Linked DNA regions of Hordeum vulgare: region 2 is linked to region 1. Evidence: chromatin contacts called from public Hi-C data. All regions are on one chromosome and are shown on one strand. The core of a region is the stretch at or near the end of the contact, and the rest is flanking DNA. Distances in the headings are between cores, read along the strand shown. Region 1 holds the start of LOC123404932 (LRR receptor kinase SERK2-like). Region 2 has its middle 330 kb from the start of LOC123402454.

Region 1 (7,700 bases), core at 311-2,810:
TCACACCATCGACACCAAACGATTAGAGTAAATAAATAATAAGATGTTGTATGAATATAAGAAGCGGCAAGCTTTTAGTACTATATTTTACCAAATTTGCATATAAGATGTATTAAGTGCCAGTCTACAGTTTGCAAAATGTAGTGCATGGCATCCAGAACTTACAAATATTGGAGATTTTTCAGCTGCCCAAGTTGGGACACTAGTACACCAGATAATTGTGCATTTCCAAGGTCACTGAAAAGAGCAAAAGGGTATAACGAAGATGATCACTCTTGAACCCTTTGGTATGCATGCTGAGAGTTTTTTGTCAACTTACACTCTAATTACACTGTTGTCATTGTTACATGTAACATGAAACCATGTACAAGGGTTAACAAGAGTGGGATCCCAACTCTGCAATACATTGTTGCTATCCTTCAGGCTCTGACGCAGGTTATACAGAGCATCACCTATTATTGACAAAAGGTAAATTAGCATGGGCCGACATATACAAGCTTATGAAGAATATATAAAGAAGCTTCTTGAGTGACTATATACGGAACAAGTATTACAAGGAAACAGGTATGCTGGGCAAAAACTATGTAATCATCAAAGTAAAGAGATTATCAAGCAGCCCATCAATTTGTATACTGTTTAATTATGCAATTGTGCAACAAAGGATTTCTAATCGCAAGCCTTTACAAGAATGCTTTGTTGCACAATTGCATTCTTGTAAAATATCTCACCTGAGAGTCAAAATAGCAATTCCTCATCAGCGCTTATTCTTTTGCTTTGGAATAAGAAAGAACCAGATATCTATCCTTACACACACAAAGCAGACCAATCAGGCCAAACTAGAGAAACTATGTAATGTTGAAAATCAACTATACGGAACAATAAATTCCCTTCCAACCAAATTCGACTGCGCAAAGCTAGGTAGTACAGGATGTGACCGTTCATCTCAAGCTTGTGCTAATAAAAGCAACTGAAAATCACTAACCATACACCAAACCAACCGACCAGCATCCCCACATCAACGACCATGAGCAGATCAAAGCAGCTTACCCTCCGTGTTGGCGACGACATGGCCCACCCCCGCAACAACCATCAACACAGCGACGACCACCGGTCGCCACCTCCCACCCCCCAACACCGCCGCCGCCATTCCTGCTCTAGCGCCGACTGGGCCCCACCTCACCGACGCATAGGCGGCCCCCACCAGTTCTCCCTTCCCCAAGATCCCCCGAGCTGTACGGATCTGCTGGGCCGCCGCGTCGCCGTTGATAGCTCGGCGTCTTCTTTCTTCCTCCCTCCCTCTCTTCCCTAATGGAATGGGTGGGATAAATTTCTGTAGCTTTAATTAAGTTCGTAGTGCGTGTGTGTATGCTCCGACTTGTATAGTAAATTGTTCTACTGGGCGACGGGACCATCGCCTATGCTGGGTGAGGAGGAAGGCTACAGCTTACAGGAATCTTACAACTTGGCCGATTTGTGGGTCACGGAGTTGAGGGCCCACATGAAAGCGATGAGGTGTGGTGGTGAAGGAGTACAGGGGGTGTGGTGGGGCGGCTGAATTGATGGAGCTAGTGAGAAGAATACGGAGGGAGCAGGAGGAGGGCATCTGCTGACGGTGTGCCGAGGATCTCGTGGACGCGGTCTTTGTGCCCACTCTCGTCGCCCGTAGAGCAAAATCATTGTTTTGACCTTGTGAACGAAGTTTTTCTTTTTATTTAGGAAAACCTTGTGCTCCAGCCGGCTGATCGTGCGGCCGCCGTCTCGTCCGTGCGACGCGTGTCTTATTTGAACTCGTATAGTTTATCATTCTGTAACTTAACGCTTGTTGCAGATTGCGTACCGCATCACGTTCTATGATGCAGGATCTGAATCTGAATTCCTTAAGGGCAGAGCCTCTCGCTTGTGCAACGCTTGTTTTATGTAGACTCACCTAGCTTGCACTTGTGCAACTTAGCGCTTGTTGCAGTTTGCGCACCACAGCACCTCCTATGTTGCAGGATCTGAATCTGGATCCCTTGAGGCCAGTTGCAAAAGTACCTATGTTACAACAATTTCTTCCGCAACAGTATCTATGTTGCAGAAAGATGAAGACAAAAAATTATACAAGCTGATCTATGTTGTAAAAGTTTTCTGCAACATGATCTTTGTTGCAAAAAATTCTTCCGCAACAGTACCTATGTTGTACAAAGACGAAGAAAAAAATTCTGCAACAAAGCAATTGTTTCTGCAACTCGACTGTTGTTTCAAGAATTAATGGGTCCAAAATTATTTCGCAACAAAGCAATTGTTTCCGCAACTGGGTTGTTGTTTCAGGTTGTATTTGACCGAAAGAAGCGACCCAACTGGTAGATCGGACGGCTACGCGCGCGTAATCAGACGGCTATTTGGGTGATGGATATTTGATACGGATCCACCGGTGGACGCCTAGCAGCTCCCTTTTATTTACGGGGATTTCAGAGAGCTTTGAATAAAGAATGTCCTATGAGGCCAGATGTTAGTGGGCTGTGGGTCCCATGGACTTGGGCCAATTCTAACCTATAAGGGCATGTACAATGATGTACAATCAGCTGTCGCTGTCTATAAGAGTTGATAATTAGGATTTTAAATGATGTGGAGGAGAGAGAATCAAGAGAGGGAAAGAGGTCGTCGGTAAAATACCAGACGATCTGCGGGGCAGGAAAATCGGGAGATACAGACGACAATGTACCGTTGTATCGAGGCCGTCTGCAATTACAACGGTTTTCTCCTTCCGTGGTCGATCTAGCGGTCTAGCCTTTCCATCCAGCGTAAGTTCAGCAGCCACGATCAAATCCCCAAATGTTAAGTCTAGATCAAGTAAAAGATTTGTCAAATTGTTTTTTGTTTCAATAGCCGACCAAACAAGGTCCCAATGTACATGTTGCCCTTAGCGTTGTCTGCACATGACATGTCAAGCCATTATAGTCAGACATTGTCTAAACCGATGTACATGCCCTAAGGATGTTGGGCGACCCGCCCTCCCAAGGGCTCCCCCGATTTGGGGTTTCTCTGACCGTCCGATTAGCCTTTTCATGTGTCTGAGTCGTTAGATCTTTACAACAGTTAAACTTGATTTTCATCCTGCGGTTGTTTTTGCTCGCCAGGTGGGCTCACGTTGCATGTTGGTTGGCTGGGTTCGTCGACTCCCGCGTGCACTAGGTTTTTGGCCAATCTGCTCCGCGCGTCTTGCAACCAATCCCGTGCTCGCCTCGTCCCACTCTCACACGGGCCGCCAGACAAACCCTACCTGTTGGGGATATTGCTTGTTAAGTGACCCGCCGAATATGGGCCGGGTTACTGTTAAGGCGATTCATCCTTTATGACTAGTTGGGCCTCAACCCGGGCGTTTCCAAGTCGCAGGATGATTATGATTTATGGAAGGACTCTGAGTTTTGCAAGACGGCGGCTTAGAGACCGCAGTGGTCACGATTTGTAAAGAGGAAGGGACTCTTGTAAACCCTAAGGCTTCGACCTATATATAAAGGCGAGTCTGGAGGGGGAGAGGCAGGTTAGAAATCATTGAGTGCTAGGTTAGGGCGAGTTACGCCTTCCTTGTAATCGAATCCACATCAATACACACAGAGCAGGACGTAGGCTATTACCTCTTCTCGAGGGGCCGAACCTGGGTAAATCACCGTGTCTCTCTCGCTTAACCCCTTTGAGTCGCCACCAAGGTGCGATGGCTCCAGTACTAAGTCCTTTCACGAGGACATCTGCCGTGACAAAACCACGACAGTTGGCGCCCACCGTGGGGCCTGCGCACGTGGAGTTGAGTTCTCAAAGGGAGCCCTACCAGGGTCTGGGAGTTATGCGGCGGCGCTCATGACTTGGAGCCGACGCGGCATAGCCTACATCGACAACAGGCGATGGGGACCTGAAGCAAATTCTCTCGAATCAGGCTACAGGGTCCCCTTCGGCAAGATCAACGTCTTCATCGGCATGATCGGGTCACCCGTTCCTGAGCCGGACACCTCCTCCGACATCGTCGAGCCGGCCAGGTACGTTCATCCAGTCATAACCCGGAATCTGACCCGCCCGGTCTTTGTGGGTTTCACACAGGGATCGGAGGAACCAGAGCGCGCGGCGGCTCAGGAGGTCACCCCCGTCAACTCTGACGACGAGTCATCCATGGGCGACTCCAATTCCATCCAGTCCCTCCACGGAGACGGTCTTGGGGGCTTGTCATTGGCCATGGATCCGGAAATCCTCGATCGAACCCGCCGCCAGATCGCCATCTACATGGCCGGGGCGACTCAACCCGCACCGAACCCCGCCGGGGGCGATGGAGCCGGCGGGACGTCCAGAAGTGCGTCAGCAGTCCTAGTGGATTTAGCGGCGGAAATCACAAGACTAATGTCAACCCCCCTCACACCAGAGAACCAAGGAGAGATAAATGCGGAGATAGCAAAGCTGAGGGAGGCGGTGGCAAAGGCCCATCAGGATGCTGAGACGGAGTCCGCCAGGATGGAAACTCGACAGGCCCAGATTACGGCCGAAAGGATGCGGTTGAACACCGACAATTGGCGGCTCGAAAGACAGCAGCGCGCATCCGACGCCGTCCATCAGCGGAGGCACCAGGGACGCCTGCCCCATGATCTCAATCCGACTCGCCTGTTCGACACTCCCCAAACGCCCGGGATGGGAGCCGCCCCAGCAGGAGGGATGGGCCGCCCTCCTAACCCGCCGATTCAGCCGACTGAGGGTCAAATCCCTCGTTTCCATACCCCCCGAGGCCACTTCTCTAACCTGGTGGATAACGTGCTTGCCGCAACTCGCCATCTGGAGTCCCTCCCGATCCACGGCAACACCCCAGCTGAGATCGAAGCAAGGAACGCCATTGAGATGTTGAAAACGGCGGTGGTCCAAAACGCGCAGTTCTCACACAGCCCCGAACGGCTACACTCCACCCCCCAGGCGAGCTATACCAGGGGTTGGCCGGAGGATCAGCCTGCCGTAAACAGCGCCCCGCGACACCTCCCGCAGGACAACCCGCCCGAGCGGGACCCGCCGGGCGGAGGTCCACCCAACACTCAAGAGGCTCAGACTCCTCCCGCGGGGACCGGAGGGCGAGTTGGGGTGCCCTGCTTGTCCCTGGCCCTTCGAAACAAAAGAATGCCCAAGGACTTCAAAGGACCAAGAAAGGTGCCTAATTACACACCAGACCTCGAACCAACATCTTGGATCGAGGGCTATGAGATCGCCATGGACATGCTCGACGTAAACGAGGCGGTTTGTGCCAGATATTTCACCATGATGCTCGAGGGATCGGCACGCACTTGGTTGAAGAATTTACCCCCCAATTCTATCCAGTCCTGGGCCGAGTTGAAGGAACGTTTCATCAAAAACTTCCGGGGAACTTGCAAACGACCGATGACAATCGTCGACTTACAACACTGCGTGCAACGCCCGGATGAGTCGGCGCATCATTGGTCGCGGCGAGTCGCGGAAATTATCCATTCATCGGATGGCATCACGGCAGCGCAAGCTGTGCTTATCCTCGAGCACAACTGCCACTACGAACCGCTGGTCCAGAAGCTGGGGCGACTCAAACGGAAAGTCCAGGATATGGGCGAGCTGATGGATACCCTCACTAGGTACGCCGAAGCCGATGATACCAAGGATCCCGGCGAGGATGGTAAGGGTAACTCGCCCAAGAAGGGCGATTCAACGAATAAGCACACCCGCCTCCAAGGCCGCAACCGTCATAACCAGGGGACCAACGGCAAGCGTAGGCCGCATGAGGAGCCCTCGGATCTGGTTGCCAACACCAACGCCAATGACGGCAAAAAGAAGAATCGAGGCTTCAGCGGGAAAAGACCGCGTAACTACGAAGAGCTGCTCAAAGGCCCTTGCCCGCACCACGCCACGGCCGACGGCCCGGCGGGCCACTCCTGGGAGAACTGCTTCGTGATGCGGGAATTTCGGGCCGAGGCGATCAAGAAGAGCCAGAGCGAAGACCCGAACCGTCGCCAAGACCAACTCGCCGCGCCCAACCAAAGGCACAATCCCTTCGGCGGTTTTCCCGAACAAGAGGCTTAGGGGGGGCCGTAGCCAGGCGGCGGCCAATACCCGGTGCACCACCACCGGCGGTACAACCCGCCAGGAGTCTTCCAGCAGCCGCCCCCGCAAGGGGCTCCGCAGGACCAGCATGACCATGGGGGCTTCCGCAACAATCCTAAACAGCTAAGTAATGGGCAATACCATGTTTTCACCACTAATGCTTGCAGACGTGATAAAAAGGTAAATCACCGGGCGTACAGCGTAATTGAGCCGGCAGTTCCCAGATATCTCCACTGGTCCGAACAGACCATAACATGGAGCAGAGAGGATCACCCGCCGAGAATAGATAACCCGGGCGACCTGGCCTTGGCCGTTGGTCCCCAGGTGGCGGGCTACACTCTATCGAAAGTACTGATGGATGGCGGCAGCAGCATTAATATCCTATACTTCGACACCTTCTAGAGGATGAATCTATTAGAGAAAGACTTGATGCCTTCAACCACAGTTTTCCACGGCATCGTCCCGGGCAAATCCGCTTATCCGATTGGCCGGGTCAGGCTTTCAGTAGCGTTTGGAACTGCACAGAACTACAGGTCGGAGTCTCTGGTCTTCGAGGTGGTCAAATTAAAATGCCCGTACCATGCGCTGTTCAGACGACCGGCTTACGCTCGCTTCATGGCCCGCCCGTGCTACGTCTACCTCAAGCTCAAAATGCCTGGTCCTAAAGGGCCCATCACGGTCGACGGAGATAGAAGGATTGCAAAGGAGTGTGAGGAAGGAGACGCGGCCTACGCGGAAGTCGCCTGCGCGGCGGAAGAGCTCAAGAACCACCGGGCCAATGTTGACCCGGCGGACATGACACCACTCAAGAAACCGACTACAGATTCCGAGTCGCCCCTCAAGTTCAAGCCAACGGATGACACGAAGATAGTCAACTTCGTCCCTGGCGATTCATCCAAGCAGTTTACCATTGGGACGGGTCTGGACCCCAAATAGGAAAGCGCGCTCATCGAATTCATCCGTGAGAATCGGGACAAAATTGAAGCGGTTGCCTCCCTCGGCAAGCCGACGAATGTTAACCAAGTTCAGCGATTGGTGGGTCGTATCGCGGCTCTCAGTCGTTTTGTAAGCCGCCTCGGAGAAAAGGCGATTCCGCTCTATCAATTGTTAAGGAAGTCTGACCGATTCGTGTGGACAGAAGAAACAGACGAGGCACTTCAGGCCTTGAAACATCAACTGGTTAACCCGCCGGTCCTGGCGGCCCTGACTGAAAAGGAGCCTATGCTTCTGTATATCGCCGCGAATTCCAAAGCAGTCAGCGTGGCTGTGGTCGTCGAAAGAAAGGAGGAAGGAAAGGAATACCCGGTGCAACGCCCGGTGTACTTTATCAGTGAGGTGTTAACTCTCTCCAAACAACGATACCCCCATTGGCAAAAACTGGTCTATGGGGTGTTCATGGCGAGTCGGAAGCTTAAACATTATTTCCAAGAACACCCAATCACCGTGGTCAGTTCCGCGCCCCTCGGCGACGTCATCCAAAACCGCGAGGCAACAGGGCGAATCGCCAAATGGGCAATAGAACTTGGGTCACATCACATTCAGTATACCCCCCGCACGGCCATCAAGTCCCAGGCACTAGTTGATTTCGTCAATGATTGGACGGAGCTTCAGGCTCCGGAAGATCG
Region 2 (7,304 bases), core at 998-3,497, 770 kb after region 1:
AAATAAAAAGACTCACTCCAGCGACCATGTTAAAGTATCACACAGTCTGTGATACACATGGATATACTGACAGAATGAGAAATCTGAATGTTGAGCAACATCCTTGGAGCATGTGCTCTCGTGTATGGGAATCAGTTAAAGGATACCCTGCCGAGAACAAGATGCTCCTGTCAGAACCACCATCCGTCAAGATGCTACTATTATAATGTAGTACTTCTTTATACTCGCCATGACAGTCGATAGTCAAGTCTTTGGTACATATTTGACACCTAAGACAGTGGAACTAGCAAAGATGCTACAGGAATCCCGCCGAGAAGTCAGATTCCGCCAGGAAAACGGTTGTTATTCACAACACTGTTCTAAACCCGGAGGACATACACCTAGTTGACCAACCCAATGCAGGGAGTAAAATGTTTCGTGTCCATCGAGGAAATTTGTTCACAATCCCATGGAATGTTTCAGTATGGTATATAAGAACGACACGTCCATCGAAAATCACTCTCGGACTTGTGAGAAGGGCATGTAGGTTTGTCATGATAATCGATCACACTCCAGCTAAGCCGACAGATATGAAATAAATGGGAGCCCGCATAAGCATGAACACGTGAGGTAATACTTGTGTGAATAAGGATACAATGAAGCAAACCACCCCAGAGCCAAGCAGTCAAGCCATATGAAATTCAAGGGGGAACATCATATAAACATAAAAGGATACCCGAGTTGGAAATAGTTTCCTTAAGGCCCTGTTCGGAGGTACTCCGCTCCAAAGCGCCACTACCGGAGCTGATGGAGTTATAGTTAAAATTTGCGGAGCCCCGGTTTGCTGGCTCACAGCTCCCCGGAGCTGGTGGGATTCTGAACAACCCCTAAGTCAACATATTCATGCTTGTTCCCTGAGCAATCAAATCTTGAGGACGAGATTTCTTTAAGGGGGAAGATTTGTAACACCCTGTATTTTGGTCCTTTCTTTTTTTCTTTTTTTTCTTTCTTTGGATTTTTTCTTTGAAGTCTTTTTCTGTGGCTATGTGGTATTGAAACTTGGGAAGATCATCTCTTCACAAGTGTCAAAGTGGCTTGTCATTCTCAAATCCATCCCAAGATCATGTCATTTCCATCTTTGCGCTAACCAAATTCTTTTTGGTGGGAATATTCCTTTTTCTATTAAAGGAATAATTCTTTTTTGCTCTAGGTTGTGAATCAACCTATATTTCTACCACTCCCAAAATTCCCAAATAATTATCATAAATACTTTGGGACATATCTTCCTCAAATATGTCCAAACCCTTCCTAGAAATTTTCATAACTTATTCACAAATATTTATTTTTGTATTCTCCCTAAATGGCACTTTGAGAAGCAAGTGTAACTTATCTTTTCTTGATTGCCCTCAAGCTTTTTGAGAACTCTTTCCTATCCATATCATTATCTCATGCCAAAATTAAACTTGATTTGCCTAGTAATTTTTCCTCAGCTATTTTCCGAAGTTTGTGTTCAGAAAGGAACTTTGTGAAGGAGGTACTAGCTAGGCATATACAAATGAGTTAATTTTTTGTCACATCCTCCATATCATCAAATCATAGCTCTCCTCCGAATTTGAGCTCATGTCATCTATGTATGTGAGCTCACCATCAAATCTTTGATTCTGGTCACATTTTTAGTTTCTGAAGCAACTGTATTTTATATTGCTTCATTATTGCTGAACATTTAACAGGACATGCTCCTACCCATATAACCTATATCCACAAACTTTGAGACCATTTTACCTATCCATTTTCCCTCTCCTATTTTTCTAAGTTTTTGTCCATAATGAAGCATTGTGAACTAAGTACTATTTTTCTATGTCCAAATGGTATGCAACTTTTAGAGTACGTTCATAGGCCCAAATAACTATCCTTCATCAAAATTCAACGCAGTCCAACGATCTAAGTGAGGGCTACTTGAACATATTAAGTTCTGTCCAGTTTGACACTTTGTGCAACAAGTGCTAGTTCACTTCATCCGTTTGATCACTCTAAGCCAAAGATCAGAGTCTCTCTCCACATTTGTATTGTTCACTCCACAACACACACTTTGTTGTTCTGTTGTCTTAGAGCAAGCTATGGTCATATCTATGGTTACTATTCTTATTCATTTGCACTTTCACACTCAGTTGTGAATGAACAATCGCCTTTGGCTGCTCAGAGCACGAGTTACTGTCACGTTCACGCGGTGACTATATCTTTGGCATGTCCGTCCACGCGCTCTCGCAATTGTGACCACTGTTCTCGTATGTTCCCAATGTTCTCGTACGTTCCCTCAAGCTATCGGTATCTCGCCATGTCTAGTAGCTCCACTGTACCATGGCCATCACCCTGAATCTCTCTCCCCCTCTCAGGTCATCTCGTACGCAGGGCGGAGGCCGTGTAGAGGGGCAGACGCGGGCTGCTCCGCAGTCGGCCGATCGCCCGCATCGCCCGCATCGCCCCGAGCCTTTTCAAGCATGCTTGGGTCTTCTCTCCTCCTCGTGTAGCCTCTGGAAACACCGCCCCTCCCCTTCGCATCGTTGATTCATGCCAGAGCGCCGGCACACGCGTCATCGTGGTCGTTCTCGCCCCATCTTGAGGTCCGGCTATATATAGCCCTCCCCGAGGCTTCTCAACCTCACCAAGCTCTCCTACATGCTCCTAGACGCCTCCCCGGCCTCTCAATTCGCTCCCGGAGCTCCTCCAGACCTCTCACTCCCGCCATGAGCTCCGCCTCGGTCCACGTAAATTCAAGCTCATCGGAGCCCCATTCACCCTCGGAACCTCACCACAGCGATCCCCTGGCCTCCTCAAAAATCCACACCACCCTAGCTCCTTCCCGGTGGCCGAGCCGAGTGTTCCCCATGATGGCCGACGCCATCAGCCGCCATGGTCAACGACCCACTCAGCCCCGAGTTATCCTATGAGCGTGGACCAAGCTGTCGGAAGCCCCCCGGTCCGGCCAGTAGCTCGAGCGTCGCCGGAGGTGGCCGCTGGAGCCGGGACGGGCGCCGACATGCACTCGGACCCTCCTCTATTCCCGTGGTCGCGAGGTGGAAGAAGGTGGGCGACAGAACATAGAGAATCAACACGGGGCCCGCCTATAAGTGAAACCGATGGTCGGCCCCGCAACTTTAGTTGAAACGTATTATCTAGAATATGCTTTCCAAGTTAGAAAGCGTACTCTGGTTCTTCTATAGCTGGAATACATGTTCTTTTGCACAAGGCGTATTTTCACGGAAGACGTTTACTATCTACTTAGTCAGGGGCTGGTTTGTACATATTTGTTTTACAAATAAGTCCCTAACTTTCAACTATCCATAACCGACCGTAACTCCGAATCAGGTGATTCCAAAGCCCACATGATCTGTTTGTCGAGCCCATTCTGTTGTACCATTTTCATGATGTGATACACTGTGAAAATGACCATTTTGCCTTTGCCCCTAATGAGCCCCCTCTAAGAAATAAACGTTCCGGAGAATCTTTCCACGAGCTTCATTGCACTTACTCCCGGAGAACCCTTCACGCCAGGCAAGCCATGACAGCCACCTCCATGTTGGCCTTAGAGTAGCCATGGTTTTATAATTGACTATTTATATACTTTGGGCATGTTAATATTTTTGGAATGCTATATACATTCTTGCGAATCCCTGCTTATCTTTACGCCATGATCAATTGCAACTAGTTGGTTGAGTAATTACTTTTATGGTAATTATTTTCTGGTGCTAGTGATCATGCTAGGTCCATCTTAAATTTTATTATATACATTACACTTGTAATATTCATGACCATAAGTATGCCATACTCATTTGCATCTAGAGAATGATTTATTGTCGTTGATATGTTAAATAGTTATGTTGCTCATCCCTGTTCATGTTGATATCCTGGTCTTATGCATTATCATTTCATCATACTTTTTATTATTACGACTCCACTCATCATCATGCAAGTTAAACTAGACTTCTATCGAACTTGAACACGTGTTGGCTGAGTCATAGTGCCATCGAGTCGAGCTAACCAGTGCAGCCACACTTGCATATATGGGAAGGCCTTAATGCATTCTATTGTCATGTCTCTTGTCGGTGCCCCAAGTAGGGAAGGTTATGCGTGCACGCTATCCTAGCCGGGTAGGCGGCGATAACCTTGTCTACTCGTAGTTGTTGTAGGTGCCTTTGTCCACGTTTGGGGTCGTTTTTGTTTTGCCATGGTGGTGGCCATTTGATGTCGAGAGTGACATCCGGCACCACCCATGACTTACCCCAAAGGGGAGTTGGTCGGAGGGGCGGGAGAGTGTCATGCAATAGATTGGTTTTGTATGAACGCCGTAGGTCCACCTGCCTGGTGTGGGTACATTGTACTAACCTTCGCAGAGTGTGTATATTCTATAAATAGCCGTGCCCACGGATATGAGCCCAGTTCATAGGAGGTCACACTATGGGTCAACAGTAATAATAACCTGGCTAATAAATAACCTTGGTTCAATGAGAAAGAAGTTGCTTGATCTTTATGTGGTCACGGGAGGATCACGGCGGTATTCTTGATAATGATAAGGTGATCTTTGAGAATCACCACGTTATTCTTGATAGTGGTAGCGTGTTCCCATGATGACCATGACGGTAAGAAAGATTGGTATATCTATGGTGGTTACAGGGTAACCTCCGAACAGAGTAAGTTGGTCCATGATATGTTAAACATGTTGAATGCTAGTGTCATATTTGTTCATGCCTTGAGTAACATGTTCATGCCATGCTCATCTGATGTTATTCTAGCGGTATTTTGTCATATTGCTCTCGATGTATCATGTTCATCATTAAACTTTAACATGTAAATGCCATGTTGTTGCTTGTCTTTGTTGCTTTGGTCATTGTGTTCTTGCGAGTAGATTCAAAGTACTAACCTGACATGTCATGCCAGTTTGCTAGTCATGCCATGATTGATTGCTTAGGATCCCAAGTTTGCGAGCTAGGATAAGCGGTCCAGCCAGAGTCCCTGTGGATTGGTGTTCATCACTGTCGTCGTTGTTCCGCTTCTAGTAGTTATTCCGCTGCTTCAAGTTGTTTTGCGGCTAGCATAGAATTACCTAAGCACGCGTAGTGTCGTGTGCCCATGGAATCCACCGTTATATCGGAACCCTTGTATCCCCGAATATTTGTAATAAAGAGTAGATTTGTTCTATGCCAGGTAGTGTCGTATTCCGGAAGACTTGATCTCTAGTCTGGAATACGGGGTGTTCCAGTCTCTCTGAGTCGAGGTTCCATAGAGATGGCGATATTGATGAAGATGATCACCGCGGCAATGGTTCCTCTAGTGGCACTTCAGCGCAACCGAAAGAGAGGGGGAGAGAGTACCCCCCTTAAGCTTCCTCCTCCATGGCCTCTCCCCATCAAGAGAGAGGTTCTTCCTCTCGTCCTTGGCCGTCATGGCTCCCGGAGCAGCGAGAGCCCCTCTGAGATTGGATCACTCTCTTTGTTTCTCTCCTGTTTTCGCTGTTGTTTTCTCTCAAGATTGGTTTTTCATCGATACAAAGAGTTGCGGTGGCAGATCATAAGATCTATTTTTATTTCTAGCATTTCTAGTATGTATAGGATTTTTCAGCATTGGAATCATGCCGAATGAAGCCATGTGGGCCACACAGCCATCACGACATGGCCTAGGGGGCACCTTGTTGGCCCGTGGTCCATAGTTGGCTCCCCTCCAATGATTCATTGCTCCAATATTGTTTATTTCCTCCAGAAAAAATATATAGAAGTTTCGGGCGATTTCAAGAACTTTCATTTTCTGCACAAAAACAATACCATGGTAATTCTGCTGAAAACAACGTCAGTCTGGGTTAGTTCTAAACAAATCATATAAAGTGCATGCGTCCGTCCGGGTTAGTTCTGAAGAAATCATATAAAGTTTATCACAACCATATAAAAGTGTTGTAAACATAGGCAAACATGGCATGAATACTTCATAAATTATTGATGTGTTGGAGATGTATAAGCTGTCTCCAGCAATGCCACTACCCTTCGTAGCTGATGTACACCCTGCATGAGTTGAATAATGGTGAGCTCGAAACTGAGTTCTATGTAAAACTGGTCATACTACACAAAACACGGCCCTAGACTTGGTTCTTTGTTAGACCACCTATGCCAACAAGGGACATGTCTATCCAGCAGGTAGCCTACGAAGCCCTTCTCTATCTTCGAGAACTTCTTTCGAAAATGAAAGAAGGACAAGCTACCGCCACCTACCCAGCAAGAGGGGACTTGGAGCCCCTTCTCAACTTTGGATTTCCCAAAAGACGAAGACCCAACCCTCAAGCTCCAAGTCTGCTTCACAAAAGCGACACATCACCTTCTTCGTTACCTTATTGAAGAATACCTCAATTCCTGCCCTGGATTTCCCCTCACCCCTACACGTCCACTGTCTCGAGAAGAGCACAGTGGTCGATCAAGAACAACATATCGCTACCCTGCAAGTCTACATCACCAACGAAAAGCAGAAAATTGAGGAACGTGAGGATGCCCGCAACCGAGCCCTCTAGAGAAGGCATAGGAACAGATTTCCATATCGACGTCATGGAGGGCCATCTCAAACCACCGATGTGAAAATCCAAGGCCAAACAACAACCTTTGCATTCTCGTCACATTTTTCACATGTGGCGAATATGGGCTCCATATCAGGACGTGCCCCAACAAACACCCGACAATGGCATACCCACTTGTGCCCTAGGAGGACCTAGAAGCTGAGTATTGAGCATCCTCTTCTCGAAGCATGAAGAAAGGCACGACTACTTGAGTCCAAGAACCAATAGGGTAGGATTAGTCGTGTATCCCCTATGCGAAGCCGAGTCCATGTAATGGTTCAAATGAAACCATGTTGTGTGTTGTTTGTTTTTGGTTTGTTTGTTTAGGCATAAGTCGCACTTTTGCCCTAGGCTACATGTACGCGACTATGCCGATTATCTAATCTTGATGAATGTGTTGGTCCTTTTAGCACTTATTTGATTGCACTTGTAGTATACCACCCCGTTATGCACTCCCCTCTATGCTATGTTTCTATCTCCCCTTTCCCAGCAACCAAAGACCAGCAAGACAAGATACACCGAGGACCCACCTTGACTAGCACTAAAGACTCTTGCGACACCCAATCGTAGCCTAGTTCAACTCACCCAATCGACACCGAGGACCAACCTAGACCTCACAAGCTTCCCCAACTCAAACCTCTGATCACGTGCTTAATACACAGATTTTCCAGAGCACCTGTTAAGCTTCAGCAACCCCTACTCAGCACATGTCTCATAATGGGACTAGTGAACA

The links. A called contact is a pair of places that touch in the nucleus more often than the background predicts.
Region 2: a Hi-C map of leaf shows a contact between it and region 1, with 5 times the contacts expected there. The contact joins the enhancer-like site here to the promoter of LOC123404932 in region 1. A contact is called at or near these places in 3 of 6 Hi-C or Micro-C datasets (leaf and seedling).

The regions. Positions count from the first base shown.
Region 1 is chr6H:295,277,420-295,285,119 of MorexV3_pseudomolecules_assembly, forward strand. It overlaps LOC123404932 (LRR receptor kinase SERK2-like), which reads right to left and starts at 1,561. Exons shown (of 11, transcript XM_045098837.1): 1 at 1,048-1,561; 2 at 320-452; 3 at 166-237. The coding sequence starts at 1,147.
Region 2 is chr6H:296,049,939-296,057,242 of MorexV3_pseudomolecules_assembly, forward strand. No RefSeq gene overlaps it. Among protein-coding and RNA genes, the nearest start is that of LOC123402454, 330 kb to the left of the region's middle. Within about 2 kb of position 2,248, at least 1 of the 3 cell types and tissues checked has open chromatin away from gene starts, as enhancers often do. A contact at or near this core is called in leaf, where this site is marked.